2 separate regions of the Ovis aries genome follow, and region 1 is linked to region 2. A link is a contact called in public Hi-C data. All regions are on one chromosome and are shown on one strand. The core of a region is the stretch at or near the end of the contact, and the rest is flanking DNA. Distances in the headings are between cores, read along the strand shown.

What was found. Hi-C and Micro-C count contacts between places; a contact is called where the count stands out from the background.
Region 1: a Hi-C map of liver shows a contact between it and region 2, with 7 times the contacts expected there. The contact joins two enhancer-like sites. A contact is called at or near these places in 11 of 16 Hi-C or Micro-C datasets (blood, hypothalamus, liver and 6 more).

What each region holds. Positions count from the first base shown.
Region 1 is chr15:30,602,878-30,609,360 of ARS-UI_Ramb_v3.0, forward strand. POU2F3 (POU class 2 homeobox 3) reads left to right here. Exons shown (of 12, transcript XM_042232994.2): 6 at 1,093-1,175; 7 at 4,032-4,214; 8 at 4,619-4,760. Among named protein-coding and RNA genes, the nearest start is that of TLCD5, 22 kb to the right of the region's middle. Within about 2 kb of position 1,329, at least 11 of the 54 cell types and tissues checked have an H3K27ac peak or open chromatin away from gene starts, as enhancers often do.
Region 2 is chr15:30,452,677-30,459,929 of ARS-UI_Ramb_v3.0, forward strand. No RefSeq gene overlaps it. Among named protein-coding and RNA genes, the nearest start is that of TRIM29, 28 kb to the left of the region's middle. Within about 2 kb of position 1,290, at least 4 of the 54 cell types and tissues checked have an H3K27ac peak or open chromatin away from gene starts, as enhancers often do.

The sequences.
Region 1 (6,483 bases), core at 79-2,578, 150 kb after region 2:
GTCATAGGATGTTTCTTCTCTATCTGACTTACTTCACTCAATATGAGCGTCTCTAGGCCCATCCATGTTGCTGCAAATTTGCCTGTGTATTTTATTTTTCTTACCTATGTATTTTAATAAGGAAAAATTAAGCCTTCAGGGTCTCTGTTGTCCCTAATCTGTTCTGGGTCACTGATGTGCAGCAGCTCTTCATTCTGAAGAGTATAGTGGTCAGCCTCAGTAGATGCTACACATCAGTGACCCAGAACAGCTTAGGGACAACAGAGACCCCAAGGTTCAGCTCTGTGCTGAGTGTATGGGGTGACCTGCCCCGTCACGTGCTTTGGTAGTCGGATGGCTCCATTCCCATAAGGAGAGTGACAGTTCCTGGCTGTGGCTCTTCTTAGAGGGAGGCCATTGTCATGACCACCAACCAGGCAGAGCGCTTCATGGACAGTTTTCCTGGAGGAAGAAGGAGGAAGCAGACCTCAGGCAGTGTGAACAAGCAGGTAGAGTCCATACCACCAGAGAGAGTTGCCAGAAGCTTGGCCTGGGCGCTTCCCTTCTCTCTCTTAGCCCTTCCTCCCAAGTGTACAACGTCTGGGTCCGGCCAAGAGCCTCTGGCACTTGTCTGCTGCCCTTTAGAGCTGTATTGCTCGGTTCCTTTGACCTGGCATCTTTGCAGATGTGGCTAGGCCTCTCTAGCCATCCCAGCTACTTCTGCAGGCAAAAGGAAAACCCTCAGCCCCAGCTTGAATTCTGAGTAGTCACCCCCCTCATTTCCTTCCCACCTTGGGTTTCTTCAGGCCCGGTTATCAGATCCCAGAGCTGGTTTCCTTGACCCTCCTCGGCCTTTGTACCACTCCAGGCAGGCAGGCAGGCAGAAGGACTGGTTTGGGGACTGCTGTTTACATCTGCTTATCCCCATGTCTGATTCACCTCCACCTGCGTGTGGCAATCCTGACAGTGCCCGTGGGGGCCGCTCCTCAGGGCTCCATGGGGGGTTGGGGGGATTAGGTAGCAGGAGGGTGGGGACAGTTATCGGGTAGAGCATGTCTTTCAGCTGGCCTGGATTTTATGCGTTTGTTGCTTTGCTCTTCCCCTTTCACCCAGGTCTGCAGCCAAACCTTCTCCCCTTTCCGCAGCAACAGAGCTCGCTCCTCCTCCCGCAGACGGGGCCTGGCCTCACATCCCAGGTAAACATGCGTGTTCCTCCTGTCCCCTCTAGGAACTTCTCAGCTCTTGATGGAGTTACACTCCCTGGTTTCTCCCTCTGGGGAGAGCGAATAGCAAGGGATTGTCCCCATTGACAAAGAGGAGGAAATTCAAGCCACAGTCGGAGGAAATGAGTGACCCAGTGTCACTTGTGGAGCCAGAATTAGAAGCCAGATATTCCAGCCCCTGGGCTAGCCTGCTCTGGATCCATGCATTCCACTCCATCCCCGATCAGGCCCCTGCATCAGTCCTCTGCAGGGCTCAACTAACTTTCCAGGGACACTAAAGTTACTGCCAGCCCTCCTGGTACTCTCAAGTCCCAAGGGGGAGACCAGAGATCCACAGGCTTGATGTCAGGAGAACATCAAGACAAGGTCTCTCATCTGTGGGCCTCTCTTAAGAACCATTCTTTGAGGGACTTCCCTGGTGGTCCAGGGAACCACCACCAGGGAACTCTGCGCTTCCACTTCAGGGAGCACAGGTTCGATCCCTGGTCAGGAAACAGATTTCATGTGCCACGTGGCAGGGCCAAAAAAAAAATAAAAAATAAAAATAAATAAATAAATAAATATATATATATATATAACTGCTTTTCTAGATTGGCTTCTGCAGTGGACAGGTGCCTAGGTTAGGAGGACTGAGGTCTGCAAGAGGGCCCTTTGCAGAGCTGCCCTGGCGCCCCACAGCACCTGTTTGCCAGTGAGAAAAAAAGGCACCGCTTCCTCTGGCCAGAGGCAGCCTCACACCAGGGAATGTGGCTTGGCCAGAGCAGCTGGAGTTACATCAGAGCTGCCACCCCTCCCCCTCATTTAGCTGCCCCTGTGCAGTTAACCCCTGCACCACTGCATGAGATGGCTCTGCAGAATCCAACGTGAACAAGAGCTGGGAATGACTGCAGAGATCCTAATCCCTTCTCTGTGCTAAGATCCCCGTGGATTGCCCCAAATGGCAACCCACTCCAGTACTCTTGCCTAGAAAATTCCATGGATGGAGGAGCCTGGTGGGCTACAGTCCATGGAGTCAAAAAGAGTCGGACACGACTGGGCGACTTCACTTCACTTTACAGTGCGGGAGTCCACTGAACTTCTGGAAGAGCCGAGGGTGCCACCTAGTGGCTAAGAGACACAAGGACACCAGTGTCCTAAGGTCTCAGACCTCTTCCTTACTGCTAGCGGAATCTCATCACCAGACTTGGATCTGGAATAAATCTTAGAGGGTTCTGAAGATCAACTCATATGACTTATAACACAAGAGCCGGGTGAAACTAGAAACAGAAAGACTGTTTGGAAGATTATTAAGATCATCCTGAGGCAGCAGTAAATAGACCTGCTTAGAGTGGTAGCAATAAGGGTAGAGGATGAGACGGTTAGATAGCGTCACTGACTCAATGGACATGAGTTTGAGTAAACTCCAAGAGACAGTGAAGGACAGGCAAGCCTGGTGTGCTGCAGCCCGTGGGGTCGAAGAGTCAGATATGACTTAGTAACTGAACAACAGCAACAAGTAAGGGCAGAAAGGAGGGGCTGACAGAGGATGTGGGGGAAGCTGACTCAAAGCAATTCTGCAGCTGATTGGATTTGAAGGTGGGCAATAGGCTTTGTCCTGAGGGTCTGGTCTGCACCACCCAGTCTCCCACTGAAAAGGTTCAAAGCCTAATGGTTTCAAATCATTCTGTTCTAAAAGAGCTTCCCTCGAGGAAAAGAGCCCTTGACTTTTCCCTGGTTACCACAAGGTTGTCTGTCTGAATGGGAGGCCTGAAGAAAAGACTAAAGGTAACCCCAGTCTTGGAAAGGAGTAAACTGGGAAGGAAGAGAAAAGAGTGGACTTAGGCCACTTCATCCACTCAGGTAGCAGCCGCTGCCCTGGATACAAGCCCCTGAGGACCCCAAGCCTGGGCTCTGTTCCTTTTTCATGGATGAGTTGGATTTACTCCTGACCCCAGTAGGCATAAATTGGATTCCAGGTATAAGAGTCTGTTCTATGAAAATAAATTAAAGAAAGAACATCTCCTGGCAACATCCTTGATGAATGTGATCAAGGGGCACTTGGATGGTAGTGGAATACCTTTGATTAAAAAAAAAGAAAAGCAGAAAGCAAAATATTCTCATGAAAGAAAATGATGGTTTAGAAAGTAAAATGGTGGTCTCGAGAGTTTGGAATTTTATGGAAATTCCATTAACATAATGAGTCTCAGATGCCCTCTGTTATCTTCAGTTAAGGCCTGTTGAACACCTCAGTCACTTTGCTTTGTGGAAAAGAACAGACGAGACAGACAACCTTTGCCTTATCCCATTTTGAGATGTGTTTTGGGGATCTTTGTAGACAACCCTGCTAGCTCCTTTTATGGTGGAAAACTGAAAGGAGGAAGTTACCTGCTCAGAGTCAAACTGTGAGTCATAGGCTAAAACCCAGAAAGGCCACCGCCCTGTCCCACACTCCTGCTGTTTCTGCGCCAGCTACTCCTGCTGGTCCCTTCATCTAGTTGTTTAGTCGCTAAGTCATGTCTGAGCGACCTCATGGACTGTAGCCCGCCAGGCTCCTCTGTCCGTGGGGTTTCCCAGGCAAGTACTGGAGTGGGTTGCCATTTCCTTCTCTAGAGGATCTTCCCAACCCAGGGATCAAACCCGCATCTCCTGCATTGGCAGAGATTCTTTACCACTGAGCCACCAGGGAAGCCCAGTCCCTTCCCAGAAACTCCAATTTCCACTTCCACAACACTGAAATAATAGGAATCTAACCTGTTAGCCTCTAAGCGGGCCTTTAGTGCAAAAAGCTCAGAGAATGCCATTTCATCTGTTGACTATTTGTGGGTGAGCTTGGTGTGTGTCTCCTCTTAGGCAGTTGGGCGCCCTGGGCTACCAGGATCTTCTTTAGAACCCCATCTGGAAGCATCTCAGCATCTCCCGGTGCCCAAGCATCTCCCCAGCGCTGGAGGAGCTGATGAGCCCAGTGACCTGGAGGAGCTGGAGAAGTTTGCCAAGACCTTTAAGCAGAGGCGCATTAAGCTGGGCTTCACACAGGTTTGGTTTGGGACTGGGGAGGTGGAAGAACTTGGGCTGTATAGAGACTGGACTTCCTAAGTGTAGGTTTAAGAGCACCTCAAACTCATGGTGTTTGGGACAAACCCACTGTGCCCCTGTGTCCCCTAACAATGGGGCACAGTTGCCATTGGTAGGGAAGCCGGGGACCCTGCTGGTGGAGGGGGCGAGGAATGAGAGCCAGGCCAGGGGCAAGGCACAGACCACTCAGAGTCTAAGAAGAGAAGTAACCAGGTTTCCATCTTAGGGGAAGAAACCTGGAAGGGAGCCAGGGGGACGGGTGGGAGCGCGAAAGGTGCGGCGAGGAGCTAGGATGGTGGGGGATGTGGACAAAGGGGAGAAGGGGCCTGTCAATCAAGGTCGCCCCTCTCCACCCCTACGTGCAGGGGGATGTGGGTCTGGCCATGGGAAAGCTGTATGGAAACGACTTCAGCCAGACGACTATCTCACGATTTGAGGCCCTCAATCTGAGCTTCAAGAACATGTGCAAGCTCAAGCCGCTGCTGGAGAAGTGGCTGAACGATGCAGGTAGGCCTTGGGGACGTGACGATGGATGATGCCTTAGAGCGGTGGTCCCCGACCTCTTAGGCTCCAGGGACTGGTTTTCACGGAAGAAGATTTTTTCACGGACCCAGGGTTGCGGAGTGGTTTCGGCATGATTCAGGCGCATTACGTGCACTGTGCACTTTATGTCTATTATGATTACTTCAGCTCCACTTCAGATCATCAGGCATTAGATCCCAGAGGTGAGGGGCCCCAGCCTTTGAAGGTCTGCAGAAAGGGGCTGGTGACTGGTCTATGCTGGGGCTTTCAGTGGTCAACGCACAAGGCCCTTTCCTCTCCTCCTGAGTCTGGAACCAACAGAAAAATAGGACACTGGGGACAGGCTAATAGAGATGAAGGTGTCAGCTTCATTATGGAAAAAGCCATAGAGGACATGGCTTTAGGTCTGTGGCCACAAAGACTTGCCCCATTTTATTCCCTACTCCAGACCTGCCTGGCCTCACCATAGACAAAGGTGGGGTCTGCAGAGCCAACACATCCAGACTACTGTCTGGACTGTGTCTAGAGCAGGGGGATAGGGAAGGGGGCTCTCCAGGGTCTCATGGCTGGGAGGCGGAGGCAACAGGCACAACAAAAGATCTTTATCTGGCTAATTCTTGAGTAGGTTTTCAGAGGACAGCAAGTTACTGAAAGCTAGACTGGTTGGGAGAAGGAAATGGCAACCCACTCCAGTGTTCTTGCCTGGAGAATCCCAGGGACAAAGGAGCCTGGTGGGCTGTCGTCTATGGGGTTGCACAGAGTCGGACATGACTGAAGCGACTTAGCAGCAGCAGCAGAAGACTGGTTGGGAAAGCGTTCCAGCAGGAGTGGGGTTTGCAGGAAGATTCAGTCAGGCGTGGTGGCCATGGAGGCAATTCCAGGAGGCCCAGGGTATAAGCCAAGGGCAAAACATTTGGAATAATGAATGGAAGAGTTTGGTGTCAGGGAACAGCGTGGGACAGGGTTCTTAACCACAGCATTAGCAGCATCTTGGGACAGATAATACTTTTTCATGGAAGCTGTCCCATGAATTGTAGGCTATTTAGCAGCATCCTTGGTCTCTACACACTAGATGCCCGCCCCCTGTTGTAACATCCAAAATGCCATAAGATAGTGCCAGATGTCCCTGGGGGAAGAATGGGGGTAGTACAAAGTCATCCCAGGATGAGAACCACTGGTCTTGGTGGAGAGGGAGGAGCAGAGCCAGTGGTGGGGCTGGGCTCTAGTCTGTAGATAGTGTGGGTTCATGGTTACTACAGGGCTTCCCTGGTGGCTCAGATGGTAAAGATTCTGCCTACAATGCAGGAGACCCGGGGTTGATCCCTGGGTCATGAAGATCCCTGGAGAAGGGAATGGCAACCCACTCCAGTATTCTTACCTGGAGAATCCCATGGAGAAAGGAGCCTGGCAGGCTACAGTCCATGGTGTCACAAGGAGACAGACATGACTGAGTGACTAACACTTCACTTCCCAGTGGTTACTATGGAGAGAGGAGAGTGGGAGATGGGCAGCCAAGGGTGGGGCCCTCTCGGAAGTCCTTCCACATGGAAACAAGGGAGTGGGTAAGGAAGCCTCCCCACCAGGCTGTCCCTTTGGCAGGTTTGACTGGAGCGCTGGACTGAGATGACCAGAGAGAGAGTCTTAGGGTCTTTGGGAAAGGACCTTGCTGATCTCTTCTGGCGTGACTCCCGTCTGCACCTGAATGCTT
Region 2 (7,253 bases), core at 40-2,539:
TTAAATACCTCGGTTTCTGTCTCTGGGTCCGTTTCCCGGCCTCTGGGTCCCCTCCTGTCTCTGCCCACAGGCCCCGCGGTGTACTCCCTCACTTTCCATCCCTGACACCAACCATCGGCTGGCCCAAAGCAAGACTGGAAAGCTCATTTAATGCTCACAAGTACTCTCCGGAGGTGGGTGGGGGTTCTTATCTTCATTTTCCTGATGAGGAATCTGGGCCCAGGGAGGTCACCTGCCCAGGATCATGCAGCTAGAAGGTGCTGGATGGAGGAAACAAGCTTCCCACGGGAGATTCCCTGAGCTTCGTGGACTTCAACTAGTTCAACTCCAGGGCAGACAGCCACCCTGGCAGCCAGTCCTCCCCAACCCCACCCACCGCACAGGGTACCCAGGCCCTCCGGTGTAGGGATGGCTGTCTGTGCCTGGCACCGGAGAAGCCGTAGTGGCGGCTGTTGATGCAGCATCTACTGCTCTGAGCTCCTGGAAGGATTCAGAGACCATGTGGGCTCCTGGCTAAGCCAGAGCTTTCCGAACTTCATCACAGCCCGGCACGTGTGAAAGTGATGACGTGGGGCATGGCGTGGCCCACTGAAGTTAAGTGAGAGGCTGCTTCCAGCCAGAGGCCATGCTGGGGGAGGGGCAGCAGGTGCCCCAGAAACCTGCGACCATCTGGAGGATGGGATGGGGGAGAGGTCTGTCTTAAAACACCTGTAACTCATTCTTGGAACATGGGTGTGTCCTCCCCACAGGTGGGAACTCTGCTTTTGGGCCGGTGAGACTGTACCACCTCCAGCCCTTCTGAGCTAGAGTGCTCAGCCTCTCTCGGGGGACCCAGTGCCTCGGCCGCCTTTCCCTCTCTTGCAGCCCACTCCCATCTCCCCAAGACCCCGCTGCCCACCGAGAGCTGGAGCCCCCTCTCCTGCTCCAGCTCTGCCTCTGCTGACCCCGCAGCCCCACTCCTGGTCCAGCCCACCCATCCTATCTGGTAGGCAGGTGTAATGGTGACACGTGCGGGCTGGGCACTCAGATCGTGACCCCACCATCTTCCAGCTGTGTGGCTTGGTGCCAGCTCCTTAATTTCTGTGTCTCACTCTCTCATCTGTAAAGTGGAGGAAATAACAGAGCGACTGCATAGGGTCACCGTGAGGGATTGTGGGCACACAGCTGCTGGCACAGGAGAGGGCATGGTGAATGTTAGTCTTGTTACTGTGACCCACAACCCACACAGCTCAGCAGCCTTACCCTCACCCAGTGTAAGACACCCAGCTCACCCCTCCCAGTCAGCTCCCAGCCTGAGTCAGCGTCCTTAGCAAGCCTGTGGTGCAAGGACTCTGGAGGAGGAAGCTACACCAAGGTGCTGAGAAGAGCTTGGCCTTGACATGTAAGGGCTGAGGACTAGGTAGGCAATGCCTGCATGGCCTGCTGTGTGCACCTCATCCATCAGAGCAGCTGTGTCAGGCCACTGGCAAAGGGACCAGCTGGAGGTGGTCATCTCCACACCCTAGGAAACAGCCTGTCCCCTTCCTTTACCTTCTGTCACCAAACTTGACCTAGGCAGAAGGATTTTTCCACCATGGAGCCATCTTCCACCCAGTAAGTCCCTTTGGTATCTAACTGCAATCCCTCCTGCTGGTCATTAGCTCTGGCCTGTGGAGTGGTGATGACTGAATCCTCACTCTCCTCCCTGCACTTGGCCCAGGGAAGGCTGTCTTAAAGCTGAGGAGAGAGGCGATATAATTGAACATCAGAGTGAACACAGGAGCGGGCGGTTCAGAGATGCAAGAGTTAGCTGGGGAAAGTACCTGTCCAGCACAGGTGTGAACTCAAATAAGCGTGTCTCCGCTTTATCCTATCAGCAAGCCCAGGGAACCAAACTGTGGTTCCTCATTCCCACCACAGGGTGTCGCCACAGCCCTGCTCAACCAGCTGTCGAGGCTCCCTTTGACAGCGCCCTTGGTGAGCACATGTGTCTCCTCGGACAATTCATTTCCGAGTGTTAGACAAGAGCCCAGTTTCAGGACCTGGAAGGGGTCCCCCTTCCTACAACAAATGGCGACTCTGGCGGGGACTCTTCTTCGCTGAGACTGACATCCTGACCACTCGGGGCACTCAAGGGCCAGCTTGCCTGCCAATGGACCAGACCCAGCGGCTGCAACTGGGACCCTTTTGTCCCTGATCTCCTCCTGACGCGGACAACTGGCCAAAGTGTCCCGACCGGTAAGGAACAAGAGACTTTACTGACCCCTCTCCCCTTCCCTCTCCCTTTCCTCTCCTTAACCCTTCCTATCCTTCTCTGTTTTTCTAGTCCTCCCGTCCTGGACGCAGAAATCTGGTCGAAGGGCCCTCAACCTGAGCTGAAGATTGGAAACTGATCACCTCCTCTTGGCAGAGAACTTGAATTCTGGTTCTGGTCTGGTCTGATTTCTGGTAGGGCCAAGTTCCAGTCCTCCCTTCTCTGAAGGCCCAGGGAAAAGTCCCATAACGCCTGAGTATCTTTAGGTGGCAGGAGACGTCTGTAAGACCACCCTTTTCACCCCCCCTCCTGCCTCCTCCCCCTTCTTCTTTCAACCTGGCTTCCTTTCCTCCCTTGAAATCTTTGATGTTAGTACTTGGATCTGAAGTTCTGTGTCTCTATAGGAGATTTTGCTTCCCTGGTGGCGCAGAGGTTAAAGCGTCTGCCTGCAATGTGGGAGACCTGGGTTTGATCCCTGGGTCGGGAAGATCCCCTGGAGAAGGAAATGGCAACCCACTCCAGTATTCTTGCCTGGAGAATCCCACGGACAGAGGAGCCTGGTGGGCTACAGTCCACGGGTGGCAAAGAGTCGGACACGACTGAGCGACTTCACTTTCACTTTCACTTGGTGAGTCTGAGGGGCTTCCCTGTGGCTCATTGGTAAAGAATCTGCCTGAAATGCAGGAGACCCAGATTTGATCCCTGGGTTCAGGAAGATCTCCTGGAGAAGGGAATGGCAACCTACCCGCTATTCTTGCCTGAAGAATTCCATGGACAGAGGAGCCTGGTGAGCTACATCATCTACGGGGTCACCAAGAGTCGGATAGGACTAATGTTTTCACTTTCCTGAGTCTGACCTCAATCCATCTAGTGTCTTTCCTCCTGTTTTGTCTTCGGAGGAGATGGGCTGTGACTGCCTGCAAGCACAAGGCCTGTCACTACCCATGCCTCACTCCGTTGGGTTAAGCTGAGTGGCCTGGAGGTCACTTTCTGTGTGGACTCACATACTGTGGCCCCCTGGATGCTGTATGACCTCCTCAAGGGTGAACAACTTTTAGGAAATTCTGCCCCCTCCCATGACAACACACTCCAGTATTCTTGCCTGGAAAACGCAAGGAGAGAGGAGCCTGGTGGGCTACATTCCATGGGATTGCAAAGAGTCAGATACAACTGAGCTACTGAGCACACACCCGCTCCCCCAGAAGGCCTTGACCGTCCTGCAGAGAGGCTCATGACACCTGCTGTGGGGACCCCTCCCCAGCCTGGCAGAGTAACTGGTCACCCACATATTCCCTCCTAGTCTCCACAACCCACGTTCTCATGAGCTTCTCCCTGTGAGGGTAATTAAAAGAGCATAATTATCTTTTGAAAGATTAAATGAGGCTCTGCAGGTAAAAAACATTTTTGAAAGCTCTTTATTAAAATGTAAATGTTGGTTGCCAAAGATAGGGAAACTGAGGTTCCACAAGGTTAAATGACTTTCCAGAAGCCACACGGCAAGTCAGGGGTTTCCCGAGGGGAGGAGCTCTGGCCTCTCATCCCAACCTATTAATAGAGTCTCTCAAGACATCACACTTGGCTTTGAATGGGGTCCTCTGTGTGACCCTCATCTGGGGGAGTGGGTGGTGAAGGCTCTGCAGAACAGAGATCCCGGAAGAAGGAAGGAAGCCAGGGAAGAAGGGGTTAAAGGGGCTGGAAGCCAAGATGGCCAAAGGCTGTAACCAGACTGAAGGGGCCAGGGAGCGGTCTGGCTCTGATTAGGTTCTAAGGCCATCTGGAGAACCAGACTCTGGAGGAGACTGGCTGGTTTTATGGTGGAGGGTGGGGGGTGGCGGGTGGCAGACGGCCTGAATTACAGGGGCTTTAATGGGCTGGCAGGGCTCTCCCCACAATGCCTTCCCGAGGGGTTGGGATATGACTTCTTCCCAAGCAGCCTGGCCGAATGACGTCAGTTCCAGCCCTGCTGTGCTTCCCAGCCCCCTCTCCACACACCCCTCAAACACCTTTGCCATCAACCAAAGGAGGCAGACTCTCTGCTTTCTCTGCGGAAGCCACATCAGGAAGTGGTAGCCACCTGGAGCCGTTGTAGGCTGGATTTCGCCCTGTGGCCCAGCAAACCAGGAACAGCCAGCTTGCCCCCAAGCTAACTGCAGGCCCTTGGACAGTCATCAAACCACATCCTTGACGGGGAGAGCCTGCAAGACCATCCTGTCCAAAAGCTTCCCCAGAGGCCCCAGAGCACCCTGCTAACACCTGGGTGCCGGAATGGGACTTCAACCCAAGACTCTCACCCTGCGAACCAGTACCTTTTCACAGCCGCACTCCATCACGAAGCCTCTCTGCATCTGTTTTCTCACCTAACCTAAAAGTATTTGTTTGACTCCCCTCAGAGCTGAAATGCAATGGAACTTCCACTACAAAAGTCTTTGAAAAGTTGAATCCTACAACGATCACACCATTGCAGTTCAATGAATGGAGCTGGGAAGCCTGTGGGGGAGGGCTAGCTAGACCAGCTGGCACCTCCTGAGCCTGGCAGTTCCTCCTCTGTATAGGTCTGTTCAGGAGAAGCAAGAAGTGCTCAGCCCAGAAAAATATCACTAACAGAATAGATTATTGTAAATCAACTATACTCTAACATAAAACTTAAAAAAAAAAAAGAGGACAGACTACTCCGCGCGGGGAAAAAAAAAAAAGAAGAAAGAAGCCAAAAAATAAACAAGAACATCTTTCTTTTTGCACCCTAAAGCCAGAGATGATTCATCAGTTACCCGCTAGGAAATTATCCCACCCTGGTTGGGAAGATCCCCTGGAATTGCCTTTGTCAGAGGTGTGTCCTTTAAGCTCACAGACTTTGCTCAGTTTGTTTTTTGGCCAAGATTGCAACCGAAGTGGGGTGAAAATTGTCTGTCAACCTTCCATCCCTTCCCTACCCCATCTAGCAATAATGTGACCCGTGCGTGCATGCTAAGTGGCTTCAGTCGTGTCCAACTCTGTGCGACCCTATGGATGGTAGCCCACCAGACTCCTCTGTCCTTGGGATTCTCCAGGCAAGAATACTGGAATGGATTGCCATGCCCTCCTCCATATTTATATTGCCATATATGACTTGTTTTTAGAATATCTTAGAGCTCTTCATATAAATCTACTTCGTGCACATAAATGAAGTAGAGTTATATGAAGAACTCTAAGATACACCAAGAACAAGTTATATATGGCAATATAAATATATATGATATTAAAAATAAATTTTTAAATCAAAAAATAACAGAACAAGTCAAAATGGAAGAGTGAGTATTCTATGTTCTTGTTGATGGCAAAAAATAAAAGAAATAAATACATTTGTATGTGTGTGTTCAGTTGCTCCGTTGTGTCTGACTCTTTGTGACCCCCAGGAACTATGGCCTGCCAGGCTCCTCTGTCTATGGGATTTTCCATGCAAGAGTACTAGAGTGGGTTGCCATCCCTACTCCAGGGGATCTTCTCGACCCAGGGACCCAACTGGCATCTCTTGTGTCTCCTGCATTGGTAGGCGGATTCTTTACAACTGCACTACCTGGGAAGCAAAAGAGAAAAACAGTAAATACATTTAAGAATAGAAAAGTTCTGAATGGTACACAAAAAGCTGTTACTAGTAGTTTAAGAGGCAGGTAGTCTTCATAAAAGGGGACTTGCTTTTCAGTATATTCCTATTTTAGCATTTATATATATGCTAATTTTTTTCAGATAAATGAAGAGGAGAAAAAGAACTCTTGGTCTCAGTCCCATTTCTCAACTCCATTCGCCTTTCAACTTCCAAAGCCTTACCCTGCTTCCTTCCCACCCAGCTCTCATCCACTCCAGCCTTCAAGCCTGTTTGCACCACAACCACTGCCCCTGGGGGTGGCTGCTCTTCATTGTGTGCAGACCAAGGCCTCCCTTTCATGCTCAGCTGCAAGAAGCACACAAGGGCCTCAAAAGCTTGGAGGAGGGAAATTGCCCCAGGTGGGAGCCCTGTGAGCAAGCCAAGGGGCTTGGTTTCCTATTAAGTGTGGGGAAGGAGTGGCAGTTAAACACTGAGCTTCAAAGAGTCTAGCATTTTCAAAACTTGCTTTTGGGGAATATGCAGCTTTTATTGGAGGTGTCAGACATTAATGAGAGTTCTGGATCTTCCCAGCCTGAAGATCCCTCTCCCTCTCTTCTCTTCCCCCACCCTTTCTAACAACCAGATAGCCCCTCTTTGATGAGTCAAGAGAGGCTCAGCCTTTAAGGGGTATTCCATGGCTCAGCCCACTTCCTCCCCCATCACCTCTGTAAGAAGGTGTGGAAGCTGAAAGGATGCAAGGGGTGGGGAGTGGGAACCCAAGGGCAGGGCAGGGAGCAAGTTCAGACAGAGGCAAAGCGGGAGCAGTTTGTTCACCTGCTCCTTTAGACAAGGTGTCGTGGCTGATGATTAGGAATTCTGGGGCCTGACCTTTGCCAGTTGGGATGAACCTTCAGCAAACAATTGCTCCTCTGGGAAGTGACCGTGCCCTTAGATATTTTGAGCTCCTTAAACAAACGGAATTGTGAGAGCTCTCTTTTGTCCAAATATGTAGTTACAAATGAGCCTTGCATGCATGCTTATTCACCCAACTGTGTCTGACTCTTTGTGACCCCTGGAACTGTAGCCTGCCAGGCTCCTCTGTCTATGGGATTTTCCAGGCAAGAATACTGGAGTGGGTTGCCATTTCCTCTTCCAAGGGATCTTCCCAACCCAGGGATCGAACCCAGGCCTTCTGAGTATCCTACATTGGCAGGCAGATACTTTACCACTAAGCCACCTGGGAAGCCCCCACAAGTTAGCTTGATTTGACCACATTTGTAATGCCTTCAAAGGTATCTAGTGAGCTTGAGAGGTTAAGGAACTTGTCCAAAATACAGGGACATCTTCCAATTTGTCTAGAACAGAGGACACACTCAAAAATACTTGTGGAATAAATGTATGCATTCATGTATGCATGAGTGAATGAGTGAGTAAATGACCCTGATTTATCTTTACCTT